Linked DNA regions of Oryctolagus cuniculus: region 1 is linked to region 2. Evidence: chromatin contacts called from public Hi-C data. All regions are on one chromosome and are shown on one strand. Each heading gives the region's core, a stretch centred on a gene start, on an enhancer-like site or on the middle of the called end of the contact. The rest is flanking DNA. Distances are from core to core; before and after follow the strand shown.

What was found. Hi-C and Micro-C count contacts between places; a contact is called where the count stands out from the background.
Region 1: a Hi-C map of liver shows a contact between it and region 2, with 6 times the contacts expected there. The contact joins the enhancer-like site here to the promoter of HIF1A in region 2.

The regions. Positions count from the first base shown.
Region 1 is chr20:9,088,579-9,092,945 of mOryCun1.1, reverse strand. The region is part of intron 9 of PRKCH (protein kinase C eta); the gene reads left to right. Among named protein-coding and RNA genes, the nearest start is that of PRKCH, 180 kb to the left of the region's middle. Within about 2 kb of position 2,230, at least 3 of the 8 cell types and tissues checked have an H3K27ac peak or open chromatin away from gene starts, as enhancers often do.
Region 2 is chr20:8,818,263-8,822,800 of mOryCun1.1, reverse strand. HIF1A (hypoxia inducible factor 1 subunit alpha) reads left to right here and starts at 3,243. Exons shown (of 18, transcript NM_001082782.1): 1 at 3,243-3,285. The coding sequence starts at 3,251.

The DNA of each region.
Region 1 (4,367 bases), core at 981-3,480, 270 kb before region 2:
TTGGGCCGTCTTGACTGCTGTCCCAGGCCATAGCAGAGAGCTGGATTGGAAGTGGAGCAGCCAGGATTCAAACTGGCACCCATATAGGATGCTGACATTACAGGCGATGGCTTTACTCACTATGCCACAGCACTGGCCCCTGGGTATACATAAATAGTATACTATTCGATGCAGATTTTCAGCTAGTAGAGAGATATTTAAAGAGTATATTAAAAGCAGTTAAATAGTGTATATTAGAAAATATTGTATCATGCTTTATTTACTGCCTGAAATTCTTTAAAATAGGTGCAATTAGTATCTTCATTTGATCCAATGGTGAAGTGAAACACAGAAGGGTTGAATCATTTGCCCACAATCCAACACAGCAAAGGGTGGAACTAGGAGGCTGGAGCCCAGGAAATAACCTGGAGTTTATAACGACGAGCAGGTTCTACCGGGACAGTGAACTGGCAAACCTGCCCCCTACCCCACCCCCACCCACAAGCGAAAAGGCTGGCAGGAAATCACAGCAAGGAACCAGCAGCCACTGTCCTCGGGCCATAAAATTATGCATGGTTTTTTCCTTCTCTTTTCTGTTCACCAAACAGGTGCCTCTGATATTTCCCTAACCCGGGGGAGGGTGGGAGAACTAAGCCATGATAACTAGGGGAGAGCCTGTGGTCTCTCAGGACCTGGGGGACAGGCCTGTGGGTGCTGCCTCCCCCACTCTTCCCAGGCCACCTTCACCGCACACTCCTCAGAACCTCCTCTGTCAGCAGCTGGGCCTCGTGGCATTTGTGGCCTGGAATCCGGGTCTCCCAGCCCCCACTTGGATCTTCATGGAGCCGTCAGCTGAGTGGCACTGGGAGGAGGTAGACAGAGAGGGACAGACAGACAGACGGACAGACGGGCGAGGGAGGAGGTGAGGTGAGAACAAAGACAGCCAGAGCCGGCAGTGGCGGGAAGGGGGCGTGGCGCAGTAAGCACGGGTGCCAGGCTTTAGTCCAGTTTATTGGAGCAAAGGTTCCATTTGGAAAATGCTGGACACTCTGTGGCAGGTGCCCAAGAGCTGGCTGTCACCCAGGCCCTTGGGAAAGCAGCAGCAAGTGTCATAAGGGATTGGGAGCCCAGGGAGCTGAGCCAAGGCCAGCTCCTCCTTACCTGGGACAGGGCTTGTCTGTGCGCACATCTGGTGCGTCCCGGTGGGCCCAGGACACGCAGACCCGGCTCTGCAGGGCCAGAGGCCCAGGGGTCCTCTCCGCTCATCGTTCTCTCTTTCTCTCTCCCGGCTCCTGACTTGGCGTCCTCATGGAGCAGCCCCCAGGGGTGGATCCTGGCGGGGCCGGGGCTTTGCATCGGAAGCCTCTCCCGAGATGTCCGGCCATGCAGTGTGTGAAGGTTCAGGCATCAGGAGCCCCAGGAACACAATCCCATGGTGCTGCAGGATGATTTCAGTAGACTTCAGGGACGGGAGGAGAGTCACTGGCAGCATGGGGACAGGGCGTCTCCCCTTGTGGCATCGTGTGGCCCGGGAATGAACCTCACACTCAAGCAGGTGCCCGCGGCTGGTAGCACTCAGGCACTGAGTTCTACTTCTTAGCTGCCTTCTAGTTCTTTCTTGAGGGCCACCTGCCCTTTGTTTTCTCCGGATAAGGGCCTCCACCTAAATCTGTGTTCTGAGCTGGGCGCTTGGTCCTGGGGTTAAGATGCCATTTGTGCGGGGGAGCTGAGGGGGTATTATGGCTCAGTGGTTTAAGCCGTGGCCTGTGGTGATGCCTGCATGCCATATGGGTGCCAATTCAAGTCCCGGCTGCTCCACTTCCCATCCAGCTCCCTGCTAAAGCACTTGGGAAAGTGGCAGAGGATATCACAGGGGCTTGGCTCCCTGCCACCCATGTGGGAAACCCCGGTGGAGTTCCTGGCTCCTGGCTTTGATCCAGCCCAGTCTTGGCCTCTGTAGCCATTTGGGGAATAAGCCAGTAGATGGAAAATCTCTCTGTAGCTCCTACTTTGTCTCTATAATTCTGCCTTTCAAATAAATACTTTTTTTTTTTTTAAATGCCACTTGGGATGTATGTATCCCATATCAGAGGGTCTGGGTTCAAGTCCTGGCTGTCCTCTCCATTCCAGCTTCCTGTTAATGCAGACCTTGGGAGGCAGCAGTGATGGTTCAAGCGGTTATGTCCCTGCCACCCACATGGGAGACCCAGATTGGGTTCCATGTTCCTGGCTTTGTCCTGGCTCAGCCCTGGCTATGGTGGGCATTTGGCAAGTGAACCAGTGGATAGATTTCTCTCTCTCTCTCTCTTAAAGAAAATGAGAATACATAAATAAAAATTGTTGCAAGCTTCCTATCCTTGCCTCGCAGCCCAATGGAGGAGTCCCTATGGAAGCGCTCTTTGGCCCGGGAAGGCCACAGCCTGCCCTGCATTGCTCAGGGCCCTGACCACTTCCTAGCCCCCTCAGCTTGCTTTTCCTCTCTGCACGTGGTCACAGGGCGTCTGGCATGGGGCCAGGCCAGGTTTGTGCACTGAGCTGCTGCCAACGGCGTACTGGGGAGGAGGAGGAGGCGGCACCCGGAGCGCTGCTTCCCCGAAGCTCCTGAGTTTGCTGTGACTTCCTGGGGGAAAGACTGTGTGACTGCGGGTTAGGAGAGGTGGGGAAGTGCAGCCGGAAAGCTGGGAGACTCTCCCTCCGCAGAGACCGGGGCGCTGCGAGGCCAGCGTCCAGCAGCTGGTTGATTATCGCAGCCTGCGCGGTGCCAGCTCTGCCGCAGGGGTGGGCGAGGGATGGAATCGCAGCTCCCTGAGGCCCTGGCGTGGGTTCCCGGTGCTCACGCTCACTGCCAGCGCCTCTAACAGCACACCTTGTATCTCACAGGAAGTACTTCATTGAATCCCCAAAGCAAGCCAGGAGGCGGGGTGGGAGGGGGGGCAATGCTCCCCTCCTCACTGTCCATTTCTGGCCGCTTAGGTCCAGAGAGGTACCCCCACGTGCCCCAGATCCCACGGCAAAGCCAGGTCAGTGAGCGTCTTCTGAGCAGTTGCCCAGCCTGCTAATATCCCTGTCATTTCCCTTACGCCACAAATAGGAAGCACCGGGAAAGCATGGCGTCAGTGGCCAGGGATAAAGGCGCTTCTCCGCAACGTGGACTCTTTGGCCTTTTATGAAAAACCGAAGGCTGTTTCCTCCGATCCGTCTGGAACTAGGTTTTCTCCTTTCCCTGAGCGGCCACAGACGGGATTTGCTCTGCTTGTGGGTCATTGGCTGCCGTTTGCCTCGGGCTCAGATCAAAATAGAAAGCAAGCCAGAGCGCGGCGTTCTCTGTTCTCTGCGTGTTCCCAGCTTATTAAATCCTATTCATCTTTGTTTTCCATCATTTATTGTGAGTGTATGAGGCAGTCCTCAAAAAGTCCACGGAAATATGTATTTAAAAAAAAAAAAAAGTACGCATGCATTCCAAAAATGTTTTGCACCAAAATAAATGTATCTTTGAATTTCCTCTCTCCGTAAGCCTTTTTGGAGTTCTTGGTTTGACGCTGCGTGACCCACCTTCCTGTCCGCCACTGACCCCGAGGGTGCAGCGTGCTGAGACCAGTCCCAGGCTCTGCACCTGCAGGAGGAAGATGCCATTCTTGGGACCCTTGCCCCTGTCCTCTCGGGCCAGCAGGCTTTCCAACTTTCTTTGGCTAAAAAAGGCCAGGAGAATGAATGGGAGAGAAGAGAAGCTGAAGTCCAAGCTGTTCCTTTGGCTCTGTGTCTCTGGGTAGGACTGCCAAGGTATCGGGTGTCACAAAAGGGTCTGAAGCAGTGGCCTGTTTTCTGTTGCGGTCGCTGGGTTCTAACTGGCCTTGTCGCCGGCGACATCATCCTTGGTACCCCAGAGGCTGGGCAGACCCGCCACTTCCCCCTTTGGAGAGATGGCTGGTGGCGTTCTGTGTCATTTCCTTTGACGTAGCCCGGATCCGACCAGGGTCAGACTTTGTTCCTGTGCTTCCTGGTAGCTGACCGCTTGGAGGGTGGAGCTTGCATCGTGTTTTTCGCTGGCTATGCCTGCAAACCCTCAGAACTTGCCGAGTTACTGATTCTCTGGCATCCACAGGGCCCTGTGTGGGAACACCAAGTGTCAGGATGGCTCCAGAGATGAGAAGGAGGACTTCCAGAAGTGTGTGGAAAATGAAATTAAAACATAAGTTTATTTTGGTGCAAAAACTTTGAAAACTGTGCATACAAAGGATCTTCAAAAATTCATGATCATGCATATAGTGAAAAAAAATGATGCATGGATTTTTAGATTTTAGGGTACTCAAATAAACTTGGGTTTTAAGTCCATGTTTTCATAAACTTTTTGAAGTTCCCTCTTAGTTTATAGTTCAGTGAAAAAAAAA
Region 2 (4,538 bases), core at 1,994-4,493:
TTGTACAGCTTTTTTTTTTTTTTCTTTTTGTAAGCATGAGAGTGACAACTTCCAAGTGCTTTATATCTTGGACAAGAAACTGCAAATCCCTCAGCATTCCTTTGTAAATTCATGTTAAAAGTGAGAATTGCTAGTGTCAAATCTTCAGTCTATTCGCATTCTCCATAAAAAACTTCTTTGTTTTGATTCTTGAAAGAAAAAAATTTTCAGGGCCTTTCTAAGCACTTTCCTTTCAAATAGCACATTTTTTTAAATCGTTGTTACAAATAAAGAGAATAGGATAAGAATTACTAATGAACATTAAATCTTCTTGTAGAGTATAAAACCATTTAAATGGCGTGCATATGATGCGTTTCGCATTTAAAAGGCTCAGTGCTCTGTATCATGAAGTAGTAATCCAAATTTCAAGCTTACTTTGCTTCCTCTTGAATGCTCAATTTTCCACTACATACAGGTTAAAGGTCAATGGATTCACTTGCCAATAATCTTTGTATGTATGCTGTCCATGTAGAAAGCACTGCAAAGTGAGTTAGAATGAACCTTGGACACTTAGATTAGAAAGTGATAAAAATAAGACTTGGTGAAGATGTACTTACTCGGTACATGCATTTGTTAATAGGTGGCTATAAAGAAGGTGATTTCAGATTTTAAATTTTCCCATAGGAGATTTTGCTTTTTTAAGAACTTTGTTATTTAACAGGACCGCTTGAATTAGGGCACACTATTTGGTTCATATATAATTCTGTGATCTAGTTGGTTGGATTATCACTGCTTTCCATCCTCCTATCTGTACTCATATTTACACAGGTATACACAGACACATAACATGTTGTATTTCACAAACTTTCAGAAACAGAATTTGAACTTTGGGGAAAATTCAGTGAACACTCAAAATGTCTTGTTGAAAGAATTATTCTGCTTAAAACTTTTGAAGTGATCAAAATGTTTTTAAACGATATATCTGTTATTACAAAATGCTTGTATTTTGAGGCCACAAACATCATACACTGTAGCTATCATCACTGGCCATAGAGAATTGCTTACAAGTATAGTGAGAAGGGAAATGATTAAAAATCTCTGCAACTACACCCACATATGGAGAGTGGGAAAATCATGAAAAACAGAGAATATATTGGATTTACATGAACATAATTGGCTTTCTTGTATAGCAAAAACTGGCTAAACTCCAGTAGAAGTCCTGGTTATCACTACTATGGGAGGCACAAATTTTGGGGGTAATGATAAGAATAACGGCAACAAGATTATTGCTGATACTAAAAGCTAATCATCAGTCACTATGTACCAGCTACTGGTCACGTATTGTGTCAATAGTCCGGAGTTCTGTGGCATATATGCTATTATAATCCCCATCTTACAATGAGCAAACTGAGGTACAGAGGTTAGCTGATTTGCTAGGCCGTGTCAGAGTCTGTATGCAAACTCACTCTAGATTCTGAGGCCAGCGTTCTCAACACCATATTTTCAGAATGTTAAAACATTTGTAATTTAAGTTATTCTTTCCCTACTTAAAAAAAGAAATCATAAGTAACTATGATTTTTTTTTCCAGGCATACCCCATGGTTGTTCTGGATAACACATAGCATTTAGTGCTGTCAATCTGAAAAAACAAAAATAGCATTAGCATCAATCCTTATGGGTCTACTGACCAGTTCAAGTGGCTTCTCCTAGCAGGGTCAGACGCTGTGTTAGCCGGGCTGGTGATTCACACACTTGAAATCCTCCACAGGCAGATATCCACATCACGCAACAACCAGCGCAGAGTTAGACTGTGACAACCAGGCAAAGGTGCAGTAAAATACCCTGATGTCCACCGGGGAGGGATACGCAGTGGCTCTTTGTGGAGCTCAAAATATGTTTTTTTTTTTTTTAAAGACTTGAGAGGCTTGAAATGTATGGTTCTAAAGACAAAAAAGTGCTTAAGTTTTGTTCCGTAACTCGCAGTCCTGTCAGCAAACAGGCAGTGCTAGCCAGCACCGTCGTGCCCGGTTCCTTCCAACCCGGCGGGCTCTGGCCCATGCCCCGGAGGCAGCCTGGGTTCCGGACTCGGTCTACACCGCGAACGCAACTCAAGGAGACTCTTCTGAATCCACGCAAGATCGTCTTGCAAAAGCGCTAAGAAAGCACAAAGAAAAGTGTGCCTAAAGCCATTTTTCCGACCCTCCCTGAAATGCAGGTTTATATATTCTCGCTTCTGAAAGCCGTTTCTACAGTAACTTCACACCTTCCTTCCTCGGAGAGAGGCGTGCAACAACGGGTCTGTGAGGTTTTCCCTGGCATTAACTTAAACAAGTTCGCGACAGAACGCCTCAGGGGCCCCGCGGGGTCCCCCGTGCCGTGCGGCAGAGCGCGGGCAGCCTGGCAGGAAGGCCGCGCCGCAACGCGTCCGAGCGGGGAGACCCGGGGGGCTCGCGCCCAAGCCGCCAGGGCTGCGCTTTCCCACAGGGAACTCGGCTACGCCGCCTGAGGGGAGCGCGGGAGCGGGAAAACGTGATGCAACCTCGGGCCCGGGCAGCCGCCAACTCCCCTCAGCAGCGCCTCCCGCAAGCCCGCCGCCGCCGTCCCCAGCGGCAGGCGCTGGGTGCCCCCTAGTCCCGGCGCAGACGCACCCCCCAACGCCTTTCTCTCCGCCCCGGCCGCACACAGACGGGCACGTGAGCGCCGCGGCGCGTCCCAGCTGTGCCTCAGCTGAGCGCCTCCGGATTGGCTGAGAGCGACGTGGGCTGGGGTGGGCACTGGCCGCCTGCGTCGCTCGCCATTGGCTCCCGAGCAGCCCGCCTCCCCCTCAGGTGAGGCGGGCCTGCGGGGGCGCGCGCGCGCGCGCTGGGCTCGGCGGGCAGGCGAGGGGCGGGGGCGCGCGCTCCCGCCCCGCCCCTCCCCTCCCCGCGCGGCCGGGCGCGCCTCCGCCCTTGCCCGCCCCCTGCCCGCTGCCTCAGCTCCGCCGAGCGCAGAGCCGCCTCGTCTGAGGGGACGCGAGGACCGTCCTCGCTGCCGAGTGGGCCCAGCGCGTCGGGCCGGGCCGTGACAAGCAGCCTGCGCGGAGGCTCGCGCCGGACTCCGCGCTCGCCGCCCCGCTCTGCTCTGCGAGGAGCTTCCCGCCTCGCACCCCTCCCCCGCCGCCGCCCCCACCCGGACTTGCTCTGCTCTCTCCGCGTGTGCAGGGAGCCGGCGCTTAGGCCGGAGCGAGCCTGGGGGCCGCCGGCCGGGAAGGCATCGCGGAGACCGAATCGCCATGGAGGGCGCCGGCGGCGCGAACGACAAGAAAAAGTAAGCCCCTTCCCCGCCCGCCCGCCCGCCGGGCCGCGGCGCTCCCGGGGTGGGTCGCTGGGCGGGCGGGGGTCGCCCGGCCTTTTTTTTTGTTGTTTCTGCCTCCTCTCCCCTCCCCTCTCTTTCCCCCAACCTCGCCGGCCGGGCTCCCCCGCTGTCCACGTCGCCATCTTGTCGTGGGGGGTGGGAGACGCCTCGAAAGTGCTTCCAGGGGGCCGGGGGTCTGCACGCCGCCGCCGCCGCCGCCCCCAGCCGGGGCTGCGGGGGTCCTCGCGCCGCCCCCCGCGCCCGCCGCGGAGCCCCAGCCTTGCGGCGCGGCCCCGTCCGGAGGGGACTTCGCCCCAGCCTGGAAGCCGAGCCCGCAGCTCGGCGCCGCCGCTCGCACCCGGAGCTTCCGCTCCCTCCCGGTGGCGGGGAAGGCGCGGGCCGGGCGCCCCGCACGCTGGCCGCGGCTCGCCGGCGGGTGCGGGGCCCCGGCGGCCGCGGCTGGGCTGGCCCTTGCGGCGGTCCCGCCGCGGCGGGTGTCGCTGCCTTTGTGCCGTGGTGGGGGGATTGGCCGCGGCGGCCTTCGGATGCTAACTTTTTAGTTTGCACGTGCAGGTTTTGTTTTTCGTTTTGTTGTTTTAATCGGCTGGAAAAACTTGCCCAGACTTGGGAGTCGGAGTAACGGGAATTGGGGGGCACATCGCCAGGCTGTAGCGGGAACTTGGGAAGTGGAGACTTGGGATCCAGGGAGCCCAGACGATGAGCAGGAATCCGTGCCTCATTCATTCCCGAAAATATCTTGGTGAAAATGTAACGGGCGGCTTCGATTTAGGCAGACAGTGTCAGTGAGGTTGAAAAGCGAAGTAGATGACCGGAGCAAACGAAATGCAACACTAAAGTGTTGGAGGATTTTTTTTTTTTCAGAACTGTCTCGTTTTCCTGATATTTTAATATATTTGAAGGAAACCATCAGCACATATCCAGATTGTGTTGGGACTTAAAGCAAGTTTATTGAACAGCGTGAAGTGTAAGAGGGGTACATTATAGAAAGATTAAGAATGGTGGAACCCGTGGTATTTACAGTACCCCCCTCCCTATTTTCTCCACTTTGGTATTTTCACCGTTGAGGAAATTATTTTAAGGAATTGAGGATTTATATAGTAGGAGTAGTAACGTAGGCTGGCTTTACTGTTAAGTCCTTCCACTCTTATGGGAGAGATTAACTTCTCTAATCAGTATGAGCGGAAGATAAACTTGTTTATATCCTT